Regions from separate parts of the Mus musculus genome. Here region 2 is linked to region 1. Evidence: chromatin contacts called from public Hi-C data. All regions are on one chromosome and are shown on one strand. Each heading gives the region's core, a stretch centred on a gene start, on an enhancer-like site or on the middle of the called end of the contact. The rest is flanking DNA. Distances are from core to core; before and after follow the strand shown.

Region 1 (6,029 bases), core at 2,293-4,792:
TGGGTCTGTATACTTAGGAGAGGGTGTTGCAGGAGTGAGTTCACCGTTGCACCTTGAAGCCATCTGTAATTACTAATGATGGCCATTGTGATTCTGTGAGATTTAGCTCTGAATGGGGCAACTGGTATCTGTCCCTGGTCTTGCCTTGAATTCTGGGTCCCTGACAGAACCAGAGCTTCTCTGCACACTGGTCAAGTTTACCAGCGTGAGGCTGCAGGGAATGGTAACACATGGCGTTTTAAGGATGAATCATCACAAACATTTCTCAGAGAAGGAAGGCTGCACCGAGAGCCAGGTCTCCATACAGCTGTTCTCTTCACAGCACTGTCCCTTTTATGGATGGTGGGAAGTCAGGTGCCTTTTTCTGCCTTGTCACGTGATCCCAGTCCAGCAAAATATATTCCAAGCCTGACATTATCCCTGTAATGAGGCTGCGATTATCACCTCGCTTACCTCACGGGGTTAATGTGGGAATCACAGACATAATGAGATCTAAGCCACTCCATAATATGATCTTAATAATGGTGTAATGGGTGCTGTAGCTATTATGCACCAGAGTTACCGTGCGCTGAGTGTTATGGCAATCTCCTCACCTAGGAATCGAACAGTACGGGTTCCATTGTACAGATGAGGAAGCTGAGGCCTGTGCAGGTGAGGCGACTTGAGACACGTTACACACCCTGTGAACCGCAGAGCCAAGCCCATCCCAGCTCCAGTGTGGACTGTCTCATTTACCTCAAGCTGCTGCCTCACACAGTGAAGTCCTGCATAAACACAGGCTCGCCACTTTCCCTCCGTCATAGACACACAGGCATGGTGATTTCATTGTTCGCGTGTGGCTGCAGAGTGCATCGCTATCTGTTGCCATTCTCTCAAAGCCTGTGAGAGTTTCATCAGGGCCAAGACCACTGACAGGGGAGAGGACAGCCTTTTCAACAAATGGCTTGGCTCTTTTGGCTTACATAGTCGCATGGGAAAGGACAAGAGTGGGGGCCGATGAGATGGCTCATTGAATAAAGGTGCTTGCGGCCAAGCTTTGGGACTTGATTTAGTTTGATTCCCAGGATTCACACAGCAGAAGGAGAGAACCAGTTCTTGAAAGTTGTCCTCTGACATCCACATATGTACCATGGCATATGTACATGTAACCCCCCACACACACACACACACAATAAATACATGTAATTTTAAATAAAATAAGATAAAAATCCTTCTAAAAAGATGGATCCTAACTTTATGTCACATATAAAGATTAATTTTAAATGAGTAACAACAACAACAACAAAACCCTAAGCTTAAAAGTTCCAACTGTAAGATGGCAGAAAGCAAAATAATGTTCATGACACCAGATTTGGGTCTGACTCCAGAAGTGCCACATCCAAGGACAGATGAGACTAATTGGACTCCACCAGAATTCAAAACTTTTGTGCAGCAAAGAACATTAGAGAGTGACTCAGAATCTATGGTACAGCACTTAAGGCTCTGAGGCAGGAGGATCTCAGGTTCCAGGACTGCCTCGAAATTAAGAAAAGAATAAAACAGATCTAGGGATATAGTTTGGTGGTAGATTATGGATTAGTATTTAGAATAACTCAGTAACAATAAAACAGCCTACTACAACCAAAGACATTTCCCCACAGGAGATAAAGATATGGTCAAAAAGTATAAGACATAAGGTATCAGTTGTCGTTAAGGAGATGAGAATTAAAACCACACAGAAATGTTATGTCACACCTGCTAGGTAGGCAAATATTTTAAAAAAATTAAAATTTGGGGGTCTGCAAGATGGCTCAGCAGGTGAGATCACTTGCTGTCAAGTCTGACAACCTGAAATTGATTCCTGGAACTCACACCATGGATAAAGAGAGCTAACTCGGACACATTGTTCTCTGCCCTCCACATGTACAACACGCCACACATACACTTTAATCTCCTTCCACCTACATAAACAAATGTTAATTTTTTTAATTTTTAAAAAGGAAATTAGCAAGCATTGACAGCAGAGATGTGGAGAAATTGGAGCCCCAGCGCATGCCGTATGAAACAGTCCAGCCGCTGCGGAAAGCAGTATGGCGATTAAACAAAGAATTACTGTAAGTTCAGCAGTTTCTTGGCTAGGTACACACTGAAAAGAACTGAAAGTAGGGCACACACAGACACCTCCACACCCATGTGACAGTGGCGGTACGCGTAACACACACAGAGTGTCCATCAAGTGGATAACTGAAGAGAAGAAGAAATTAGCACAAGATGCAACACCCTTCAGCTTGAAAAAAACGGCATTCTGATGCACGAAGACGACTCTGGAAAGCATTTCTCTGCTCGAAGGATCTGTACAGTGCACTGAGAGTCTACTTACAGGGGCTGCGTAGAATGGGAGACTTCAGATAGGAAGTAGAAGGCAGCTCACCAAGAGCTGAGATGAGAGAAGAAATCTTTGTAGAAATTGGTGGTGGTGGTAGTGGTAGTGGTGGTCTTTGAGCAGCTTTGGGAGGATACACTGAATGCCGCTGAATTACACACACAAAAATTCACATTAAAATGATTAGAATGGTAAAATGTATGCATCTTTTATCACAACTGAGGAAACATTTTTTTTCTGCATGTAAGAAATCTTACCTTAGGTCTCATTAATTTAAAATTTTTTATTAAAATAGCTTTATTATATTTTCTCCCTCTTAAAATAACATTTAATTGGATGCTATAGTTAGTAATTATGTGATAACTACCAATGTGTTTCTATTAATGCCACATTAATGTATCGATATAACATAGTTTCCCAATGAAGGAAAAATTAAAAATGTGGATCAACCAAAAACAAAGTTAGAATACTCATTTTCATAGAGATACCACTTGACCGACCTCCGCGCCCATCTTTCCAGGTCACTTCCCACGTTACGTCTTCCCAACCCCCACCCCCACCCCCAGTTTGGTTCATTTTTATACTCTTCTATTATTTCACAGGACCCTGAGTGGTCACTTTCTTCCTGGTGGGTTCTCACCGACTACGTCAGACTTTAGTCTTTCCCATCTAGTGGGGGAAGGGGACACTTTCTAAAACCAACTGAAGTGACAAAACACTGCGAAGAAGCCAAGAAATGTGTGAGCGGAATGCTCAGATTCACGCTGAGACCATTTGGAAGTCGGGCTGGAACGAACAACTTTAAATAATACACTGTGCCCAGAAGTCTCTGAAGACGTGTGGCCAAAGCAGTGATGGCTTAGTCCACACGCAGCACAGAAGAACATGACATTTTTTTAGCTTCTATTAATCTTTTGTTCTAGCCTCTTAGTTGGATTGTAGGGCAAGGACAAGTAGGGGTCGGGGGTAGGATTCCTGATGAGCAAATTGCTTATCTGTGGAAACCAGAGTCTTGTGTCTTCCCAAGCTCCTCTTTTAGCTTCGCCTTTACCTTTTGGGTCCCACAGAGGGGCTCTACATGCGAATGATCCAAGGAATTTCTGTTCTAGGGTGTCCTTTTTCATGATTAAACACCATACGCTCGGCAGGGGGCGCTCTGCGTGTACTTGAGCGGGCTAAGTCGAGGTAGGCGTAGGAGGTTCCCCTTCAGGGAGCTTCGCCCTCTGTGCTCTGTCTGGTTGTGCAGGAGGAGACCAACGTTGCTGGAGCTTTCCGATCTCGCTTGTAGGGTCAGGAGAAGGGCCGAAGGGAGCCGGTTTCTAGGGCCAGGGCTGCTAAGTTGCTGATTTGGCATCACCCAATATTCTCCCGAGGGCCGTCTGTCTCACTTCTCAAATATAGCTTCAATAATGCAGACCTTCTATTTTGATGACTTGAGGTTTTCTTAAGTACATCCAATAATTTCCATTTCCTCTTGGCTCTTTGGCTCTATTCCACGAAGCTTCATCTACCTGTGACCTGGAGCCACGGTGCCTACTCTAACTGGCTTCCTTTTGTATCCAATGCTTCTCCTTAAATATCACCCCGTGTGGTGTGGGCTATGCCAAGGCTGCTCTGCGCTATGGGAGACAACGTTTTGTTTTGTATAATTTCGTCCCCTGGGGAACATTCCAGATGGCCCTCAAGCTCACCCTGATCCTCTCAGTAGTTCCGCTCCATATTTAAAGCTATTATAATGCTTTCTCCAAATAGTTCTTAAAGATCCATTAATCAATTCACTCATTCAACAAATATTTATAAAGCACTTATATTCCAGGGCCCTGTTAAGCATGGGGCGTATTTATGAATGAAAAAGAAAATACTCATCCCTGAGTTCAACTAAAGTGAAGATTAAAATAGGCAGGTTCTCTGCTTTCTATATGTTCTTACTAGCAATGGTTTCTAGACCGTTGAAGGTAGAGGAACAGGGCCTGGGACCAAGGGGGCAGGCGATGGGAACCCCTCTCTATTCATACGAAGCTGTGGTCTTCCTATCTCCAGGCGTGGCTTCTCCCCTCTTGTCAAGTGTGCTTTGCATTCTTTCTGTGCTCCCCCACCCCACCCCAATTCCCCTGACTTCAGTTGCCCCCCGTTTCTGTAAATCCTCAACCTGTTTCTCAGGATGGAATTTTCCCCAAGCTCCAGTGCCCCCAACACCTGTTGGATGCATGCCCACCTGACGACATCCACTTGAGTATGGAAACATTATTCTTCAAAACCTGCTACCTCCGTCAATCTGCTGTCCCAAATGAATACCTGCAGCGCCAGCAGCCATCCCAGTAACTTTCCATTACTGCAGGTGTTCCCCATGCCCCTGTCTCAGAAGTTGACTCTTTTGTGGCAGGGTCTTCCTCTAAGCCAGACTATAATCCACATTCACCATGCAACCAAGGCTAGTGTTGCTCCTATCCTGGGTGCTAGGACTACAGGCGTGTACCGTTTTCTGAAATGTCTGACTGATAGAAGTTGATCCATTTTTTTGAGTGTTTTGCCTCTTCTCTGGGTGTTCATCACTACCTGCTCACCCTTATACTGGCTGGTGGCTTTCCAGCTGTGTTTATTGCATCCTTTCAGGGGCTTCCAAAGTTGGCATGGAAAATGAACATTGAACAGGCTGGGCTGTGGGCTGGTTTCCTGTCCCATTCAGTCAGAGCCTCCGTTTGTCTGTTTTTCTCACTATCTGATGAGTGCCCAGTGTCTGACGATTTTTATCTTAAATCCTTAGCATGTCTCTCCTTGAGCCTTGGGGGCCTCTCCTCTGGCCCACCTCATCTGATGGATTTTCACCACCTTCTTGGCTTCGGTGCTGAGGAGGGGTTATCCACACGGGTGTGCTTCCTGATAAATAGAAACACTGAAGTGCAGTAAAACGATTTGAATATAAGCGTGTGGGTGTGGTGTGGTGAGCATGTAACCTTGAAACCACTCTGATGCTTAAAATCCAGGCCAACCTTCCCCCCACCCGCTTTGGTCTTTGAGCATTTCCCATGACCAACAAGCGATAGCACAAAGCATCCCCACTCTTACCCACCGCTGAAGCTTTGTTGCCCTCTGCAAGTAGGAACTCAATGAATTCTGCTTGGAACTCTTTTGAGAGACACCTCCTGGGATGGCTGACTAGATCTTGTAGTGACCATGTCTCCACTGACATTCCAGCAGCAGCAGCAGCTCTAGTTTTGGGCCACATCCACGCAACACCCACCCAGCACACAGCCAGCACATCTACCCAGCATACAGCTACCACACCTTCCCAGCACACCCACCCAGCACATCCACCCAGGACACCCACCCAGCACACAGCTAGCATCTTTACTCAGCACACCTACCTAGTACACACCTAGTACCCTAGTCCAGAACACCCACCCAGTCCATAGCCAGCTAACCCAGCTTCTGGTGTTCACTGCTATGTTCCCCACCCCCATCCACTTGCCTTTCTGCATCTTGAACTCCAGATAATTTTTTCCTTATTTGAATGAATTTCCTTTTACTCAGTCACTGCTGCGCTTGTAGGTTCACTCAGTCTTTTCTCGCTGGAAACTGGGAACATTTAGTTACATATTCATGCAACAATTTTCCAGACTTATTGATTTTTTTTGTTTTGTTTCCCCTCCCCCTCTCTTACACATGT
Region 2 (6,029 bases), core at 922-3,421, 270 kb after region 1:
CCCAGGGAGAGACCTTGTCTTAAGAAATAAATAGATGCTACCTGAGGAACAACACCCTAGACTGTCCGTTGGCATCCATGTACACATGTGGTTCATACCCAGAGGCTCTTCTTTGAAGTGATATCATTTTAAAATCAAAGATCATTATGAGATCTAGACTCTCACAGAGGGTGTGGAGGGTTTCCCAAGGCACTCGGTAGCCAGCAAAAGGCTAGAATTTCAACTCCCTTCTAACATTTCGGTCTTTCCCGATAGGTTACAGATCCACTACATCAGAGAAGTGAGCCTAAAAATGGAAGTTCTCTGTACAGAGTTTTCTCACATAAACTGAGAATGTCACAAAATGTGCTGGGTACATTTTGTTAACTTGATATAAAGTTTCCCCGGATGAGCAAACCTCCACTAATTGCCTCCATCAGATTGACCTGTGGGCCTCTGCAGAAAGAGAGACCTGTCTCAACAAAGTGGGAAACCAAAACTGATTTTTACAGGGATGTACACAGGTACACACGGAAGGGATATTCACATGCACACACATACACACTGCAGGGATGCACGCGCGCGCGCGCACGCACACACACACACACACACACACACACTCATGCACACATGTGCACACACAAACACAAATTAATTGAAAGAAAGCATAAATGCTGGGCATGTAATATCTGTCTTTGAGATGCTGAGGCAAAAGGATCCCACGTTTGAAGTCAGCCTGCAATAAGCACAAGACCCACCCTGTTTCAAAAGGTCAAACTCATGAAACAAACTAGCAAAACAGCTGTAGGATGGCTCAGGGAAGGCACCTGCTCCTGAGTCGTCCCCAAGGCCCACATGACAGAAGGAGAGGCCTGACTACTGCAGGATGCCACCTGAATTCCATGTGAATTCTATGGTACTTATATAAATAAGTAAGTAAGTGTTTTTAAAATGAAACAAAAATGTCAAATGTGGGGTTAGGTATGGAGAAAATGGACAGGTAGCTCAAGAGCTAGGATTCAGTGCTCAGACAGACTTAGTGTTGCCTCACCAGAAACCCTGGCAATTATTGTCTTCTAGAAGGCTCAGTTTCATCACCTGCAAAGAGACCATTGAAGGTCACTGCACAGCAGGTTACTATATTGGGACAAAACTTGAGTCCAGAACTCAGGCTGGACATGAAGCATCCACTTGAAGAGCATTTGCTATTGTAATTAAAATTATACTAAGTGGCTTTCTCTTCATTCTTTTCCCTTCCCTTCCCTTCCCTTCCCTTCCCTTCCCTTCCCTTCCCTTCCCTTCCCTTCCCTTCCTTCCTTCCTCTCTTCCTTTCCTCCTTTCTTCCTCTCAAGTTGCCATGAAAATGATTTTCTGTTTCCCCACCTCCAATTAGATATTGATCAGAGCGTCTGATTGCGAATAAGCACTTAATAAAAGTAAATAAGTTCTGACATTTTATTTTTACTCTTGAATAAAAATGCTCACCACCGTCCTGAAAATGAGCCGTCACATTTTATTTAACAGCAGAAAAAGATTTGTACATTTGGCCCTGCAGGAGCTGAGGAATCTATTTTCATTATAACAAACATTGATTTTGCATTAAAAAGTCTCATTATTTGAGATAATGACTGCTAGGCTCCTTAGTTATTCTTTTGGTTCCTAAATCATTAAAACCCTAACATTTAAAGAGCAAGTGGGGCAAACCTCAGTGGTCCCAAATTGTCACCAATGAGTGGGTTCCCTCTGACTCTCCTCCTGACAGACAAGATGCACAGAGATGCTGGAAGTCACATGGTTAAGCCTAGCTCCGACTCTTGTGTTCCCACAACTCCACCCTCCAAAATGGAACTAATTCTTTAACAATCAGTTCACAAAAAGAAAGAAACGGGTGGGGCATTGGGGGCTCTGTTTTCCATGTCCCCATTCAATCTGATCTTTAAACAAATCTTAATTTTAAAGAAACAGGAAAGGGGAATGAAGCAGAGACAGTCCCCTGACTGGGCGTTAGTGGCCCATCAGTGTTCTCATGGGTAGTAGAGGTACTTGGCCCGGCCAACCTTGCATCCCCAGTCCAATAAATGATTGACTCCCGCAGTGCCTCCTGGGTAAGTTTCCACAGTTATTCTCTCTCGCGCAGAGCATTCGTGCTGCCTGAGACTTGGCTGGACATCTCATTGGCAAGCCACAAGTGACACGAGTGAGTTTTGCAGAATTTCAACCGCATGCGCCGATTTGGATAATGTATTCTTTCAGAAGCCAGGGCTGAGCTTTAAACAAAGCGTAATCCTGCCTGCATATCAATTTCCCCAGGATGTCGAAGAGGGAAAGGAAAAAACCCAGAACTACAGTGCTTTCTGCAGCCGCATCTCCACGTGGGGTTTAACAGTGGGGACGTCCGAGCAGCCTTCGCAGTCTCCTGGTTCATTAACAGGAGCACAAGGCAGGCAGGGGAGAGGTGGGGGGCGAATCATAAAATATGAAAGGGCTTCCCTGGAAATTGGCATCAATGTGATTTATTCAATCCAGATCCAGGCTCAACTATTTGAAAATAATTGAATAGTTGATACCCACTGCCACTTCTAAATGATGGGAACACAGGCTGGGGGAGGAACGGAGGAGGTACTAGGAGAAATTCAAGATGCCCCAGTTTTCTGGAAGGGTGAGAGAATTCTCCTTGGACACCACTCTGTAGCTTCCTGACTCTTCTAGGACATCCTCTCCCTGGGTTCCTGCTTCTGCCAAGTCGTGACCACCGTGTATAAGCATTTTGAATCCTACCATTTGTCCTTGGCATTGCATGTTAAACATTCTTTAGAAGTCATAGATGTAAAAATGTAGATAAACCATATGCGCTTATGGTATGAAATGCAAGCCTAGAAATATGGGAAACATGTTCCCTTTCTCCATAGTCATGTAACCCTAAGATTGCTACCACTAACAGTTTAAAGTTTGCCCTTTTAGAGATTTTTCTATGTCTGTAAACACACATACACACATTTATATAGACTTTAAGGCTTTAAAAAAAATGTCTCACTGGCCATAGTGACACAAACCTGTAACCCCAGTACTCAAAAGGCTAAGACAGGAGATCTTGAATTTAGCTGGATGGGAGTAATATACTCCTTTAATCCCAGCATTGGGAGGCAGAATCAGGCAGATCTTTGTGAGTTTAAGGCCATCCTGGTCTATAGAACAAGTTCCAGGACATCCAGGGCTACGCAGAGAAACCCTGTCTTGAAAAACCAAACCAACCAAACAAAAACAAAAACAAAACTGGTGTGGAGGGTATGTATGAATACATAAGCCAAGCCGGATAAAATCCCAGGAAACAGAAGCAAGCAGATCTCTGTGAATTTGAGGCCAGTCTGGTCTACATAGGGAGTTCCAAGACAGGAGGATTATATAGAGTTCCTGTCTCAAAAAAAAATTGTGTACGTGTGTTTATGTGTGTACATATACACATAACTTATTTGCAATTTTTCATTTAACAATGTCATGAATATCTTTCTAAGTCAGCACATATAACACATTCTGAGGATTATCTCACGTCTTCTACTGCTGGGAATCAAGGCATATCCTGTGGTTAGCACAGGCAACATGACTTTGCCATTGTGTATACATCTAGACATGAGATGTAGGCGTCTACAGAACTCTCAGCACTGACAAAAATCTCAATATGTGACCTGAAAAGTTTTTCTGTATTGTTGTCAGTATTTCAATTATCACACTTAATGTCCACAGACCTATCTGGTGACTCCTACTTGTATAGTAGGAAGAAAAATATATCTGTATAGATTTATTGTATATTAAAGATGTGCGTGTATCTGTGTGACTGTGTGTGCACTTGCACATGTGTATATGATCCTTTTCCTGTGGAGACATAAGCAAGTGTCTATTTACCTTACACAGGGCACTAAGAACCAACCAAAGAAGCAACCCCACCCAAGCCTAGCTTACTGCACCAATGTATCTATAAGGCTACTTAAAGAAGCATAGATGAGGGGTCACTTCGAAAAGCATGGCTGACACAAAGATATTTGATCTGACCAGAAAATCTGTTCCAGTCTGGGTCTTTCTCTTACTCATGAAAACTGTATCCCAAGCTCTCCTTCCATAACCTGTAGGAAGTTCCACTGAGAGCCTCCTCCCTCCAACATTTAAAAAACAAAAAACCAAAAACACAAAAACAAACAAACAAAAACTTTTATAAAGTTAGAACCAGGTTTTGTCGATCCTGTACATTTCAGGAATTTCCTGAGTCTTATGAGAGTTCCTCCTGAATACTACAATTCAGTATGAGAGAAGGCTCTAGGAAGCGGCTACCCAACAGCCTCCCTAGAGGAAAAGGAGCACCAACTCAGTAAGCCTGTTTGGGATATAATGGGCCTCATCCTAGGACATTGTTGGAAAGGGATGCTAATGTCATGAAAGGACTGAATGAAGCTTAGAATCTGGAGTTCCCAAAGGACCTGGGAGAGATGGGAACTAGTAAGAAGTTCTGGGGAGAGAAAAAAAAATGTTAACAATGTGGCAGAAGATGGAAGGAGATTAGCCCATTGGTTTTTAGGACGGAATGTTAGATCTTTACGGATAAAATGTAGGGAAATCCTTTGTAGCTTTTGCTGATTTGTGTGGGGAAGCCACTCTGCTCTGGCTACCTGGAAATGCCTTTTGACGGTCCTGTCCACTGGTAAAAGCCTGTCTCATCTGACAGCCTCTAGACCAGAGGACCCTCCCTGAGCAGAGGGAATCAGAGAGGTCCAGCTTGGAGCACAAGAACCAGCAAAGGACAATGAGTGTTGCAAGCTCTCCAGGCAGGTTCAGACGTATGCAGTGTAGACAGAGAATGCCGCTAACCCCTGAGGAGCTGCGCACTCACCCTGAGGAGCCGGCAGAAACTCTTAGAGGAACACCCACTGCCGAAACAGGGGCTCCTGTTTGGTTGCTCCCCCAGTTTTGAAGTCTTGAGCCTCACTGGTCTCTGCTTCAAAGCACACCACAGCAAACTAAGGCTTCGCCACACCCTTCTCTCACTTGCCCTAACCTAGATGATCACTCAGCCTGTCCCCTCCCACGACCCAAGTGCACTGTGCATGTGGCATCTCAGAGCTCCTCTCTCTCTCTGGATGTCCTTCCCCACAGTCTAAGTTCATTCCTCAGTGACAGAATCTGTCCCCCTTCCCCCCCAGGTCTCCATACTGTTAAGCAGCTTGTCCCCTCAGTCTAGACAGCTCCCAGAGGAAGAGCCCCCTGGTCAATCATCTTTCTGACCTCAGACAGGCAGCAGTTTGAGGAAAGCTGACCTTGAGCTAGAAAGCCTGCTGAGCGCACTGAGCCCTGTCCCAGCCCTGACAACATCCATGTGGTGGTCCTGTGGCCTTGGGCACTAGCAGGTTTATTTCAAGGAGACCATTGTCATTTGCATACAAAAGGGAGAAGGGAGGTCACTGTGGCTATTTGCCTATTTTTTTTATTTTGTTTCCCTTTTTGAAGTTTTTGTTTCTGTGGCAAGCTGCTTTTTTGGTTTCAGTTTTTTATTTGGTCTCTTTTTCTTGTTTTATTTTATTTTATTTTTTTGTTTTTGTTATACATATACATACACATACACATACACATACACATACACATACACATACACATACACATACACATACATATACATATACATTGACAGGCTCTCTCTATAGATATCCCTTGCTTGCCTCAAATTCATTATGTGGGTCAATTTGGTCTCAAATTTAAATGATCTACTTGCCTCTGCTTCCCCTATACCAGGATAGGTTTTTGTTTGCTTGCTTGTGTGTTTTTGTTTTTAGCCTTGCAATAGGATTTGCTGCTGACTTCATTCACAATATAGGTAAACGAACTGAGACTCACGGGTCTAGAACTTAGCCACATCATATGGCAGTTCATTAGGCAAAGCTAAAACTACATTTCCCAGAATTCCTTTCACCACGAGGATCTGGTTGGTGTGGCCACCATAGGTAGGTATGGGAGAATTTGAACATAGAAGTGGAGCTTTGTGCTCTCATTCTACATGGGTGCGGCCA

The links. A called contact is a pair of places that touch in the nucleus more often than the background predicts.
Region 2: a Hi-C map of cerebral cortex shows a contact between it and region 1, with 1.8 times the contacts expected there. The contact joins two enhancer-like sites. A contact is called at or near these places in 1 of 39 promoter capture datasets (hippocampal neurons), 2 of 484 Hi-C or Micro-C datasets (cerebral cortex and epidermal suprabasal cells), 3 of 115 datasets of contacts at active chromatin or transcription factors (astrocytes, embryonic basal ganglia and embryonic stem cells) and 1 of 9 other capture datasets (embryonic stem cells).

What each region holds. Positions count from the first base shown.
Region 1 is chr4:124,225,194-124,231,222 of GRCm38.p6, forward strand. No RefSeq gene overlaps it. Among named protein-coding and RNA genes, the nearest start is that of Gm40242, 44 kb to the right of the region's middle. Within about 2 kb of position 3,543, at least 12 of the 459 cell types and tissues checked have an H3K27ac peak or open chromatin away from gene starts, as enhancers often do. A contact at or near this core is called in cerebral cortex, where this site is marked.
Region 2 is chr4:124,496,055-124,502,083 of GRCm38.p6, forward strand. No RefSeq gene overlaps it. Among named protein-coding and RNA genes, the nearest start is that of 1700057H15Rik, 13 kb to the left of the region's middle. Within about 2 kb of position 2,172, at least 6 of the 459 cell types and tissues checked have an H3K27ac peak or open chromatin away from gene starts, as enhancers often do. A contact at or near this core is called in cerebral cortex, where this site is marked.